2 separate regions of the Sus scrofa genome follow, and region 2 is linked to region 1. The links are chromatin contacts, called in public HiChIP or PLAC-seq maps. All regions are on one chromosome and are shown on one strand. The core of a region is the stretch at or near the end of the contact, and the rest is flanking DNA. Distances in the headings are between cores, read along the strand shown. Region 1 has its middle 22 kb from the start of FAM214A. Region 2 has its middle 79 kb from the start of MAPK6.

Region 1 (7,235 bases), core at 4,418-6,917:
TATGTAGCAATAGTTATTAGACTATAACCACATGAAGTCACTTACTATATGGGAACTTAGTATGTAAATTAATGCTGAGTTTTAAAGTTTCCAAGATTTTAGGTTTCTTCCATCAATTGTGTCATTTCATATTGTTGAAGAAATAAAAATGTTAAGTGGAATGTAAAATCTTAATAGTTATATAACTGTGTGGTCAATTTTATTTCATGGTTTTAGAGTTTGATTTTTAAAAAGCTAACAGATAAGACCAACATGAAGAAAAGAGATGAACAGCTGGGAAGCAGCAAAGGAAGTTGGCAAGGGGCCACAGCTGAGAACAGTCGGGTACCAAGGCTACCTCTTTGAGGTGACTTCAAAATCTGGAACCGACCTTCCTCCCATGCAGCCCTGAGGGCTCCCTGAATGCTCCTTCCAAAGCATTTGGAATCTGGAATCTGGAACAAAACAGTCAGTTAAACACTGTATATTACCCTTTCCTGACCAGTAACTGGGAGCATTCTATGTCAGTGACATGAGAGCAGCCAATTCTTTGTTTACCGTGATCTGAGAGACGGCTGGGAGCAACCTTATTCTTAGACCAGTGTAAACACAAAACCCCTGGACAGAGTGTGATTTAGATTGATCAATGTGCTCCATTTTTTGGAAAGCTATGGAATGAAAGGATCACGTAGCCTTGTAATCAGAATTTTGATAGGCTTGTAACTTCCCATTATTTCTTTTTCTCCCCCCGCCCCAGCCGTTTTTAGGGCCATAACTAAGGAATATGGAAGTTCCTGGGCCAGGGATCGAATCAGAGCTGCATCTGTGACCTACACCATAGCTTGCAACAACGCCAGATCCTTAACCCACTGAGGTAGGCTAGAGATCGAACCCACATCCTCATGGATACTGGTCAGTTTCTTAACTCACTGAGCCACAAAGCAAACTCCTTCCATTATTTCTTATTTGAAGCAAACTCACTACCTGCTTAAGTTTACCTTCTTTTCTCCTAAGGGAAGGGATGATTATTTCCAAATGGGACCAGACAAGTTACTTTCTAGCCCAGCACTTGCTTTGCCAGTGGGTTACAGGGATATATATTTACCTAAGTGATATGTCTGCATCCCTCTTTTGTTAATAAATCTGTAAATCAGTATCCCTTCACTCTCTCATTTGGTAAGAAAAAAAATCCATGATCCCCCAATTTCCTAAGCATCAATCTTTCTGTGTAGCACACACACTTCAACTTTGTCTTCATCCCATAGACACCATGATCAATTTCCTGTTGACTTGATGTGTCTCAGGCATGTGCCATTAGAGCTTATGACTAATGCACACCACCTTCTGAAGAGGACCTACTGACATGGCCTACCTGTAATTCTTGTTCTTTGGTAATAGACCCACATATGGTTTCTCTTCCTGGTATAGTTAAGGCAGGTGATGTGGAGGTAATTTTTCCATCTCCTTCCCCTTGGGGTAGGGGGTCTGGATAGCTTCCCATCCTGGCACTCCACTTCTGTGTCAGAAACAAAAGAAAGACAATATCCCACAGTTTTGGAGGAGGTGTAATAAATAGTTTTCACTTATTACAGCTTTTACAGTCCAATTCTCCAAGGTGCATAAAACCAGCACATTGAGGTAGGGCAAATGAGTCTAAGTGTCAGATCTCAGCTTTCTTGTCTCACAGTATGCCCTGGAGAATACCTGAACCTCTGTGTAAGCCAACACCAAGGTTAAAAATACCTCTCTCTGCTCTGGCTGGGGGAGAGAGATGGTAAAGAGAGGTGATATAGGCCCAGCCACCCCTGACTAACCAGGGCATTCTGTCTCTGCGAAGCGTAACCCCACTACCCTTTCTCAGAAATGTGGTGGGGCCCATTCTGAGCTGTCATCATAATTTCAGAAGCCTTGGGAAAAACCTTCTTCTGGATAAAATGCCTTCCCTTCCCTGATAACAAGCCATCTGAAATGTTATCGTCAACAGATGTCTTTAGCTGAAGACATGTGAAAATGCAAATCCTGCTGAGAATGGTTCCCTTATGGATCAATGCATTAAACAAGCATCCAAAAAACTTGTGGTTGAAAAAGTCATACATGCACATGTTAAAAAAAAAAAATTCAAACAATACAAAAGCTTATACAGTTAAATTAGTCTTCCTCCCACCCCATACCCTCAGTCTCCCTACAATTATACCCATCAGACTCTTATATAACCTTCCAGAAATAGCCTATATAGGAGTTCCCCTTGTAGCTCAGCAGGTTATGAACTCAACATAGTGTCCAAGAGGATGCGGATTCCATTCCTGCCCTCGCTCAGCAGGTTAAGGATACGGTCTTACCACAAGCTGCAGCACAGGTTGGGCATAGCTCACAGATGCAGCTCAGATCTGGCATTGCTGTGGCTGTGGTGTAGGCCAGCAGCTGCTGCTCCAATTTGACCCCTAGCCTGGGAACATCCATATGCCGCAGGTGTGGCCCTAGAAAGAAAAAAAAAGAAATAGCCCATATATATTCAGGGATGTGTAAATAGATGTACCCTTATTGCCCCCCGCCTTGTTTTTTACCTGCATATGAGCACAGAATTCTGCCTCCTTGCCTCATCCTCCACCTTTTTTTGGCCCCTTACTTTTTTTTTAACAGCCTGATTTACTCTGAGGTAACTTAGCACTTGAGGAAGGAGCTTATCCTTGCCAGCAGCTGCCCAGTGTCCCATGATCACCATGACAGGGGGCAGAGCTGACTGTGTTAAGAATGGTGCAAAGGCTCCACCTTTCCTAGAACAGAAGAAATGGTCAAGACCACTTTAAGGTGACTCCTTCCTGTAAGACACAAGCTCACAGAACAAATAATTTATTCTATAAAATGCAGGAAATTATTTAGCATTTGGAGTAAATTAGGAGCATTTGTCAACTGTGAGAAACAAAGTAGAACTTCAACCTGGATTTGTCATCACTGCTCTTGATTTGTCCCTTATGGGGTTAGGGCTGAGGTATGGACCAAGCAGAGCAGGTGTGAAGTAGACGGGGCTGGATGGGGACCAGAACCAGGAGTGGGGTCAGGGTAGGACTGTGAGTCAAAAACTGGAAACAGATTCATTTCTCAAGAGAAAGCAGGGGTGTTTCTTGAGTTCTTTTATGTCAATTTCTTCTATGCCATTTTAGACCACACATTTCTGACTTTCAAGATTTTAAAGATAGAATTATAAGGAGACTCCCATCCATAAAATTAACTGGTTAAGTAAGTAGGTTTTGTGATTCATGAGATTAAGATAAATGTGCCTTAATTGAGCAGTACCAGCTGATATATGTATGATACATTATGAATATATGGTTGTCATTTTTCCCATTCAGCTTTTCTATGCACGTTATAAAAATACATATGGACTCAGGTTTAACCTGAATCTCTAACTTTTAGATATAACTTCCAGGTTACAGGAAAGTCAAGGGATGAACAAACAAGCCAAACTACAACCAGAGGAAGTCATCAGACACACCAAGGAGGCAGGCTTTCTTCAGGTCACCTGACCCCAGGCTCCAGTCAGTCAGTAGCAGAGAAAATGGAACGCCGTAGATCAAAAGACAATAGGCATATATCCAGACAAAACTCTAATTAAAAAAGACACATACACCCGCATGTTCATTGCAGCACTATTCACAATAACCAAGACATGGAATCAACCTAAATGTCTACAGATAGATGATTGGATAAAGAAGATGTGGTGTATATATACACAATGAATACTACTCAGCCATAAAAAAGAATGACATAATGCCATTTGCAGCAACATGGATGGAACTAGAGACTCTCATACTGAGTGAAGTAATTCAGAAAGAGAAAGACAAATACCATATGATATCACTTATATCTGGAATCTAATATAGGGCACAAATGAACCTTTCCACAGAAAAGAAAATCATGGACTTGGAGAACAGACTTGTGGTTGCCAAGGGGGAAAGGGAGGGAGTGGGAGGGACTGGGAGCTTGGGGTAAATAGGTGCAGAATGTTGCCTTCGGGATGGATTAGCAATGGGATCCTGGTGTGTAGCACTGGGAACTCTGTGTAGTCAATTATGATGGAACACATAATGTGAGAAAAAAGAATGTATGCATGTACGTGTAACTGAGTCACCATGCTGTACAATAGAAAAAATATATATATAAATAAATGATAAAAAAGATCAATTAAAAAAAAGATAATAGGGACACAAAAGCAAGTGCAATGTGGGATCTTATTACTGGATCCTAATTTAGACAATCCACTACAAAGGACATTTAATTTTTTTAATTTTATCATTTTATTTGAAGTATAGTTGCTTTACAATGTTGTGTTAGCACGTGGTGATTTATTTTTATGTATATATTACTTTTCAGATTCCTGAGAAATTGAATTTTAACTGGGAATTATCTATTAAGGAAAATAATTACATAATTTAATTTTTTTGGTTAAATGTGAAACTGTTCTTCTGATTATATAAAAGTTGTGGGTTTTTTTTTTTTTTTTTTTGCTTCTTGGGGCCACACACTAGGCTTATGGAAGTTCCCAGCCTAGGGGTTGAATCTGAGCTGCAGCTATTGGCCTGTGCCACAGCCACAGCAATGCCAGATTCAAGCCATGTCTGCAACCTACACCACAGCTCATGCCAACGCCAGATCCTTAACCCACTGAGTGAGGCCAGAGATTGGACCTACATCCTCATGGATACTAGTCAGATTTGTTTCCACTGTGCCACAACAGGAACTTCCTAAAAAGTTATTTTTAAAAGATGTCTATGGGAGTTCCAGTCCTGGCTCAGTGGTTAACAAACCCGACTAGCATTAATGAGGATGCATGTTGGATCCCTTGCCTTGCTCAATGGGTTAAGGATCCGGCATTGCCATGAGCTGGGGTGTGGGTCAAAGACACGGCTGGGATCTCTCGTAGTTGGCTGTGGCTGTGGTGTAGGCCAGTGACTACAGCTCCGATTGGACCCCTACCTTGGGAACCTACATATGCCCCGGGTGTGGTGCTAAAAAGACAAAAAGATTAAAAAAAAAAAAAAAAGTCTGTGGTGCAGTGGGTTAATGATTCTGCTTTCTCTCTGTGGAGGCACCAGTTCAATCCTGGGCCAGGGCAGTGAGTTAAGGATCCGTCATTGCCATAGCTGTGGTGTAGGTTGCAGCTCTGGCTTGGATATTACCCCTGGTCCAGGATCTGTCATATGCCACAGGGCAGCAAAAAAAAAAAAAAAAAAAAAAAAAAAAAAGTCTTGGGATAGCCCTTAATGGAAGGTAATATAAGAAAAGTAATGCATATATATGTATAACTGGGTCACTTTGCTGTATAGCAGAAATTGGCACAACATTATAAACCAACTCTATGTTTAAAAAAATTTTTTTTAATGTCAACTGAAGTTAAAAAACAAACTGTGTTTTCTGTTTGTTTCTCCCAGAACTTGGAGTTCTTAAAATGAAGGTTACCAGATGAGGGTAGGGTAACAGGGCTGGGCTATATTTTCATTTTCGTTCTGGTTAAAACAAGTGTTTTGGCAACTGAGAGTGGGGTGTGTTTGCAGCCATGCATGGCTCTTTCCTGAGTTGCCTCTTTGTGGGGGTTGAGTCCTTGTATTAAGTTTTGCATGGTCAGCAGAGCACCATGTGTTATGTAAAGCCAGGGATTCTTGCATCACAGTCGTCAGGCCCTCTTACCCACATCCTGTCACATTCAGCTGCAGATGTGGCAAGAGGCTCCAAGGCAGCACAAAAGGTCTGGGACTGTAACCTGTGCTTTGGGCCTCAGTGTATTCTGGGTAAAAGTGAACTTCGGGGACTCAGTGTTGGAGGGAAGGCAAGTTGTGTGGGACTTCAGTATACCCAAAGCAGACAGACCATGGGATCATGTCTGACCTTTCTCAGGAGGAGCCGAGGAGAAGAGCCGCCTGTGTACTGGGCCCTCCAGCTCCCTCAAGGCTGATTTGGACTAGACCTTGAGATGTCCGCAGAGATAGCAGCCCTCAGTGGCCCCCACAGGGGCTGGACCAGAAACTCAAGAACAGCTCCTATTGGAAATGATTCTTTTTATTTTAATTTTATTAAAGTATAGTTGATTTATAATGTGTTAATTTCTGCCTTACAGAGAAGTGATTCAGTTACACACATACATATAGCCATTTTCATATAGGTTATCCCAGAATATTGAGTAAAGTTCACTGTGCTATACAGTGGGTCTCCAATGACCATCCATTCAATACACAATAGTGTGCATATGCCAATCCCAAACCCCCAACCCATCTTTCAACCCACCTGTCCCCTTCAGTAACCACAAGTTTTGTTTTTGTTTTTCTATTTGTTTTTAGCTATGCCTGGGGCATTGTGGATGTCTGGCCAGGGACTGAACTGGCACTACAGCAGCAACCCAAACCACGGCAGTGACAACGCACCATAAGGGAACTCCAGAATATAACATTATTAAAATACACATATTATGTCTTAACTACTATGGGGAGGGTTCACCTTAGCTGGCACAACTCAGCTTCACTGTGGAATCCTTGGTGCCCAGGGCCAGAAATCATCCCCTCCCTGTCACTGGAGTCAACTCCTTCACAAAAGGCAGGGGCTTAGGACAGGTTTCTGCCCTGTGGAGGGAGGACTTGGTCTCCTCAAAGTCTTGGCTTGAAGTTCTGATGCTTGCTGGCTATGGTTTTTTATTTTTTATTTTTATTTATTTTTTGTCTTATATGCCATATATTCCATATGCTGCATCCGAGGCATATGGAAGTTCCCAGGCTAGGGGTTTAATCAAAGCTACAGCTGCCAGCCTATGCCACAGCTACAGCAACACCAGGTCCAAGCTGCGTCTGTGACCCACACCACAGCTCATGGCAACGCTGGATCCTTAACCCACTGAGAAAGGTCAGGGATCAAACCTGCATTCTCATGGATACTAGTCAGGTTCATTACTGCTGAGCCATGACGGGAACTTCCTGGCTCTGGTCTTTTAAATAAATCTCCTGATGGACTGGGTTTCAGCAACTACCAAAGATGGCTGAGATACTGAGGTCAGGTATTAGACTTACATGGGAGAAATTCTTGGGTTTGGGAGAGAAGACAGCAGAAAAAAAGAGAAATGAGTGTTCTTTCCAGGCTGCCCATTCTCAGAAAAACCAATAAGAAATTAGATAACAGTCTTATTTTATTAAACTTTTATACTATTAATGATTTATAGCTTCTTTGTATCATTCTTTAAAAGTCTCACAAAAGTCACCCATTGTTATCCTTTC
Region 2 (7,339 bases), core at 1,821-4,320, 720 kb before region 1:
GGAAGCACTGAGTTTTTCCCTCCTCAGGTGGAAAACTGTTTTTCCTTTATCATCTATCATCTGTCTTTCCTGGCTCTGACCACTGAAAAGGCCTCTCTATATAAAGGACTTAAAAAAAAATCATCTCTCGTTCTCCTTGGAGTTTACTTTTTATAGCTCTTTTCTGAAAATCTGATGAAGGTGGAATGTCAGCTGGGTTACTAGGCAACATTGCTTGTGGTAAAAATGACCCACTGCATCTGGACAGCGAGGACAGTGAATGGATTAGAAAGACCTGGTGGAAAGCTGTGGTTTCCTGAGAATTATGACTCTTGGAATGGGACATGTCCCTTGAGGGGACATGGAAGCAAGCTAGGCCCATAAAGATATTACTAATATTGGGATATTTGTTTCTAACTGGGATACGAGGCTTATATGCATCATTTTTCTGAAATTCAGGTTTAACTGGTCATCCTGTAGTTTATCTGGCAACACACAGGGGGAGGTGGTGTCGGCTTGCAAACTGGTGCTCCATACGTGGAGGGCAAGGAGAAACCAAAGAAAGAGGCAGACCACTCCCAATTAGTAGGCAGTGGGTTTTAATAAATAAGGAAATTTATTTATTCACACCGGGCTTGTCTTGGGATGTTGAAAGATGAATAGATCTCTGTACCGCCTGCCAGAAACTTAAAACTTTATACAGTTGTCCCGCAGTATCAGTGGGATTAGTTCCAGATCCATATTGATTCTGATACCAAAATCCTAGGATGCTCGAGTCCCTAATACATAACTGCATAGTACTTGCATTTAATGTGTGTGCAGAGCCTCCCTTATGCTTTCAATCAATTTTAGATTACTTAAAGTACCTAATACAATGCAAATGCCATGTAAGTGGTCATAAATACAATGCGAGTGCTATGTAAATAGTTGCTGGCCCAACAGCAAATACAGGTTTTGCTTTTTGGAATTTCCTGAATTTTTTTTTCCTGAATATTTTCAATCTGAGGTTGGTTGAATCCAAGGATGTGGAACTTGCAGATACAGAGGGCTGACTGCCCTAACTGTGTTCAGTCATGCATACTGTTCAGATGGTCTCAACATCAATCTTACTTTCTCAAGGCTGTGTCCTTGGAACACCTCCCACTATGGGAAAAGTAGGAAGAGCATACATTCCAAGGACAGGGAGGGGATGCGGAACCTCTGATTGCCTGGGTCTTTTTTTTTTTTTTTTTTTTAAGGCCGCGCCCACAAATGGAAGTTTTCAGGCCGGGGGTTGAGTCAGAGCTGCAGCTGCCTACCTATGCCATAGCAACTCAGGATCTAAACCATGCCTGAGATCTGCACTGCAGCTCACAGTAACACCAGATTCTTAACCCGCTGATCGAGGCCAAGGATTGAACCCACGTCTTCATGGATATTAGTTGGGTTTGTCACCAGTGAGCCACCACAGAAACTCCTCAGTCCTGTTCTTCTGATGACCTCCAAGGGCTAGGGGGTGGGGCTGCCTAGAGAAATGGCCTCCACAGCCCCACCGGGGTGGGGGTGGGGGGTTTCCTGTCCTTGTATCCTTATTCTAGGTGAGGTCAGTGCCAAGTATGGCCTTTGTAGTTGTGTGAGTCCACAGGTTTTCTAAAGCCTACAGAGAATGCCAAGGTGGGCATTGTATCCTAGAAACGGTGATCAGCTCAGATGCAACAGCACTCTGAGAACTCAGACTGTGTTCTCTAAAAACAATTTCTTATTTAAAGGAAATGGCTGATCCACTGAGACAGCAAAGGTACAGGAAGAACCTGGAACATCCTGTTATACTGGAAAGCAGGACCACTTGAAGACCATTATGTGCAAGCTAAGGAACTCAGGACTTTGCATGGAGTGGCTGGGATTTGCTTATATGAAGCAATGGGTTGTAAGGGAGGGTACACATAAAAAAAGACTGGTTGTGAGTTGATCACTGTTCAAGCTGGATTTTGGATAAGTGAGAATTCATTATGTTTTTTCCTCTAAATTTGTATTTTTGAAATTGTTCACAGTGGAAATATAAAAATCACAAAGTAAAAAGTGGCCATGCCACACAAAAAGGACCAAATTGTAAAACAGTTGCAAGGGCCTAATTGTACATAAAGTTAAATGAATACATAATTTAAAAGTCTAGCTTCTGGGAATTCCCACTGCGGTTCAGCAGTAACGAACCTGACTAGTAACCATGAGGACACAGGTTCGATCCCTGGCCTTGCTCATTGGGTTAAGGATCCAGTATTGCCATGAGCTGTGATGTGGCTTGGATCTGGCCTTGCTGTGGCTGTGGTGTGCTGAAGTTATAGCTCTGATTCGACCCCTTGCTTGGGAACTTCCATATGCCAAGGGTGCAGCCCTAAAAAGACTAAATAAATAAAGTTTAGCTTCTGGAAGTTCCCTTGTGGCACAGCGGCTTAAGGATCTGGTGTTGCTGCAGCTGTGGTTCTGGTTAGGGCTATGACACGGGTTTGACTCCCTGGTGTGGGAATTTCTACATACCATGGGTATGACCAAAAAAATAAAATCTAGCTTCAAAAGGTGAAGAGCTAAGGTTGAGGGAGAATTTCATTCTCTGCAAAAGAAGATAAACTACAGCAAGCACACTGGCAGCTGTGGGATGCATGAGTCCCAGGAGGTTAGAGGCAAAAGCAACCTTCCTGGTTCTGCATATCTGGGGCCCAAGACATCATAGGGTGAGTTAACCTATGCCCAAGTAAGAAAGGGCCCATGGTTAGTAAGCATTACTGTTCAAGGACCTCTTTTCATCCCTCCAGTGCCCACGAACGAAGTCATGTGGGGAGACGAGCAGACAGCAAGGCTGTATCCAAATGCCCCCACAGGCAGTGTCGATGCTGGCTCGCCCCACCCTGTGGCTCAGTCATCTTGAGGTCACCCGCTGCCCTTAGCCCACCACATGCCCTCTCCCTCCCTCACTACAATGCCATTTGCTATCTTCTGGCCCCTTCTTTTGTAAGCACCCCCCACCCCCACTTCCATCTCCTTATAGAGCAAGCCCTGGGCCTCAGCAAAAGGGTCTCTGCGGTCACTGGCCTCCCAGGACAGTTGCCAACCCTGAGGGTTACTCACAGTTACTGGAAAGCAGCTTTAAAAATAGCTGTGGTAAAGACCAGTCAGAACTGTCAAACCACAGTAAATCCAACTTCTCTTTCCTGAAAACTAATTTCTGAGAAGTAGTCCTCTCCTTTTGGATAGCTAATTTATCTCCAGCTGTGGGGGAAACTCCAATTCCCAGAAGCACACGGGATCCTGTGGTGGATGATGGTCCTGGATCCCCTTTATCTGACCCTGCCTGACATCTCAATTGTCAATTTTATAGCCAAACGGAGCCGTTTCTGGCTGTGCAGTTGGTGTTTAACACATATCTTTCAAGTCAGATTTACTCTTGCTTCAGCAGCTTGGCTTTTTTAGGTGATAGAAACATACAATTACAAGTAGGCCTAAATGCAGTTGTTTCTAAAAAGCTTCAAGATCTGGTTTTTAGAATGAAAAAATCTTTATTTCTTATGGCATTCTTATGCTCCTGTTAATTGATTCTAGGATGGTCTACCTTGGGAGCACAGATTACAGTGTAATTATTATTTTGGTTCAATATATATAACAGGCAAGAAGCACAAATGGATGTGCCAGTGTATTAGAGAAAAACCTAGTGTTCCTTTGCCAGAGCTTTTAGGTCATTTTCCTCTCTTGCTACTTTAAGAAATGCGGGGCGTTCCCATTGTGGCTCAGTGGGTTAAGGACCCAACACAGTGTCTGTGAGGATGCAGGTTTGATCCCTGGCCTTTTGGGTTAAGGATCCCGCATTGCTGCAAGCTGCGGTGTAAGTCACAGATGAGGCTTGGGTGCAGTGTTGCTGTGACTGTGGTGTAGGCTGGCAGCTGCAGCTCCCATTGGACCACTAGCCTGGGAACTAATATATACCATGGATGCAGCTATAAAAAGAAAAAAAAGAAATGCCACCCCTACTGCCCAAATATTTTAGTTCTCTAAGCTTGTGAAGTGAGTGCAGTGGAGTTTTATATGCTTTCTCATAGCCACGACAATGAACTCTTCTTGCTTCCCCCAAGCACCTTCAGTATATTTGCCTACTTTGATCAAGTTCCTCTTTTCTACAGAGGTTTTTGAAGACACCAAGACAGATGTGGGCACTTTTTTTTTTTCTCTTGGAGAAGACGCAATTTCACGTGTGACATCTGTGAGCTCAAATTTTTCATCCCCTAGTAGATCAACTATACTTTAATACAATTTTTAAAAAACTGATTATATGTTGAAATGGTAATATATTGGCTATAAATTTAAATATAATTAAATTTTAAAAAATCTTTCATCCCCTCTGTAGAATTCAGCCAAACAAATATTTACCAAGCATCTACTGTCAGTAGGAATCTATCAGTTAGGAATAAATTTGGCTTCAAGTAACAGCAAAACCAGCCTGCAGAGTTTAAAAAAATAGAGGTTCATTTTTCTCATGTAACAAAAATTCAGAAGACATGCAGCTCCTGGTATTGGTTCAATGGTTAAAAAAAAAAGATCAGGGCTAACATCTGTGATTATTTTGCCTTTCCCTCATGGGTTTGCGATAACCATTACAGCTCAGTTATCCATATGGATCCATATTCAAGGCAAGGAGAAGGAAGAAGGAGCCATGCTAGCACCATCTGTGCCTCAAGATTAGAAAAGCAAAAGATTTCGCAGAACCTCCTGAGAGACTTTTGCTAATACCTTTTTGGTCAGACCATGTCACATGAACACTGCTAGCTGCAAAGCAAGCTGAGAAAGCAACTTCCAGGACTGAAGGACCCAAGTTTCCAGATTGAAAGGGCTCACCTAAGTGCCCAGCACAATGGATGAAAATACACCCATGTGTCAATGTGATATTTTAGGACCTCAGGGCCATAGAGAAGATCCTCCAGGCTTCTGGGGAGAAAAAAATGGGCCACCAAAAAAGGATTAGGAATCAACACTGCAAGCTAAAGGAACATAGAAGAATGCCTTTAACACTGGAAGCTACAAGAAAATGGAGAAATGCCTCTAAAATTCTGAGGGAAAATAATTTACAATCTGGAATACTATACCCAAAGTATGAATCAACTGTGAAGGTAGAACTAAGACATCTTCAGATATGCATGGCTTCAACTTTTTTTAACCTCTCATATGCTCTTTCTCAGAAAGTTACTGGGGTATGTATTTCAGCAAAAGAAGGGAGTAAACCAAGAAAGAGAAAAGGCAGGGATCCAGAAAAAGGAGCTCTAACAGGTGAGAAAAGCTAAGGGAATCCCAACATGATGACACTGAAGGGAGATTGCAAGGTGACAGTTGTGCACCCAGTACAGAGGACAACCAGCCCAGATTTGAGCAGGTGAGAAAGCTCTGGGAGACAGAGTTCCTTTCATCTTCAGGAAGGTGAAATTTACAAAGTACCTGATGTGAATAAATGTCTTGTGAAGATATTTTAACAACTGGTAGAGACTTTAAAGATGGATTCCTGAAAAGTTCATAGAAAGCCAATAAAAAACTAATCAAGCTAATGGAGTTTCTGCTGTAGCGGAATGGGATGGATGGTGTCTTGGGAGTGCTGGTATGAAGGTTTGATCCCTAGCCTGGCACAGTGGGTTAAAGGACCTGGCATTGCCATAGTGCAGTGTAGGTTGCAACTGGGGCTCAGATCTGATCCCTGGCCTAGGAACTCTATATGCTACAAAAGAAGAAAAAAGGAAAAAAAAAACTAATCAAGTGAAAAATTAAGGCAAATATTAACTCGAGGAAATAAAATAAATGTACAGGAAATAACTAATCATAGTTGTTATATGCCTCAGCTCTGAATGGCATACAAAAATTATAAAATATGAATATTGATTTAAGCAAAATTATTATACAACTATATTGGGTAGGGGTAGGGGGACAAGAATCTGTATGTGGCAGGAGATGTGGGGAATGAAAGAGACGAATCACTTCATTATCATGGTGTGAAGATAATGGATAATATTCCAAACTGAAAATCAAGAAATAGTAATCCAAGATTTCTGTTTAAAGCTATAGAGGCAAATTCCAAGAGAATTAGCTAGAAGAGTCAAAAGGAGTTGTCTCTGGGGCTGGGAATGTCAGGAGGGGGCACTAGGAACTGCAGTTTTTCTGAACAGATCCACTAAACTATTAGATTCTTTCAGTTATAACTAAGTATAACATCAAAGAAAAGTTAAAAAAAAAGAAAAGTGGACACTAATCAAGTAGACATCCTTATTTTAAGTATCTTAAGATTTAATTGAAATCTTAACTTGGTCAATTAACTTGATTGAACTCAAATGGAACAGACTATCACGAAAGGTTAACCATGAGGTCCTCGCTTAATGAGGTGGTTCTCAATCCTGGCTGTACAACTCTGGTTACACATTAGAGTCACCTGGGAGAGAGTTTCCTTGTGGCACAGCAAGTTAAGGATCTGGAGTGACTGCCATGGTTACTGCTGTGGTGAGGGTTCTATCCCTGGCCTGGGAACTTTTACAGGCTGGCAGGCACAGCAAAAAAAAAGAATCACCTGGGAAATTTTTGGACTTGCTCAAGCCGTGCCCCACCTAAGTCAATCAAATCCAGTCTCCAGAGCTGACAGAAGCATCCCTAGGGTTGTTTTTTGTTTTTGTTTTTGTTTTTGTTTTGTCTCTGTCCACAGCATGTGAAAGTTCTTGGGTCAGGGATCAAACTCCATAGCAGTGACAATGCTGGGTCCTTGGATCCTTAATCTTCTGAGCCAACAGAGAACTCTGAGGCATCCCAGAGTTTTAAGAGTGCTTTAGGGGATTCTGATGTGTATCAAGATCGAGACCCACTGGTCTAATAACAATTTGAGAAACATAGTTAAAATTTTACTCTATTTTCCTTAAATGCAGCTCATTGGATACTTAATTGGCGGTGCAGAATCGAATCAGGAGTTTGGCCCTATTTCCAGAAGCAGGAAGTTATGTGGAAGATGTAAGTGAAGGCTGACATACAGACCCAGCATAGAGGCGGGCCCGGACCAGGGTATCTAAGCTGTGTGGAGAAGTCAAGGTCAGTGTCACTATAATCCTACATTCAGGAAAGCAGTGACCTCCATGGTCCCAACAGGATAAAGATGCAGATCACAGATTTATTTACTTTATCCTTTCTTTTTGAATTTTCAACTCCTGAAAACCAAATGCTGAAAGTTTTCCTCTTCATCAGGTGATCAGAACTCAAGTCAGCCAGTGACTGCTGAAAACACACATAAAATCAAGCTCTCAAAAGGAGTATTTTTGGAGTTCCCGTCGTGGCGCAGTGGTTAACGAATCCGACTAGGAACCATGAGGTTTCG

What was found. HiChIP or PLAC-seq counts read pairs in DNA pulled down with a chosen protein or histone mark.
Region 2: an H3K27ac HiChIP or PLAC-seq map of alveolar macrophages shows a contact between it and region 1. The contact joins two enhancer-like sites. A contact is called at or near these places in 1 of 47 Hi-C or Micro-C datasets (embryonic fibroblasts) and 1 of 2 datasets of contacts at active chromatin or transcription factors (alveolar macrophages).

What each region holds. Positions count from the first base shown.
Region 1 is chr1:118,968,668-118,975,902 of Sscrofa11.1, reverse strand. No RefSeq gene overlaps it. Among named protein-coding and RNA genes, the nearest start is that of FAM214A, 22 kb to the left of the region's middle. Within about 2 kb of position 5,667, at least 28 of the 83 cell types and tissues checked have an H3K27ac peak or open chromatin away from gene starts, as enhancers often do. A contact at or near this core is called in alveolar macrophages, where this site is marked.
Region 2 is chr1:119,688,467-119,695,805 of Sscrofa11.1, reverse strand. No RefSeq gene overlaps it. Among named protein-coding and RNA genes, the nearest start is that of MAPK6, 79 kb to the left of the region's middle. Within about 2 kb of position 3,070, at least 12 of the 83 cell types and tissues checked have an H3K27ac peak or open chromatin away from gene starts, as enhancers often do. A contact at or near this core is called in alveolar macrophages, where this site is marked.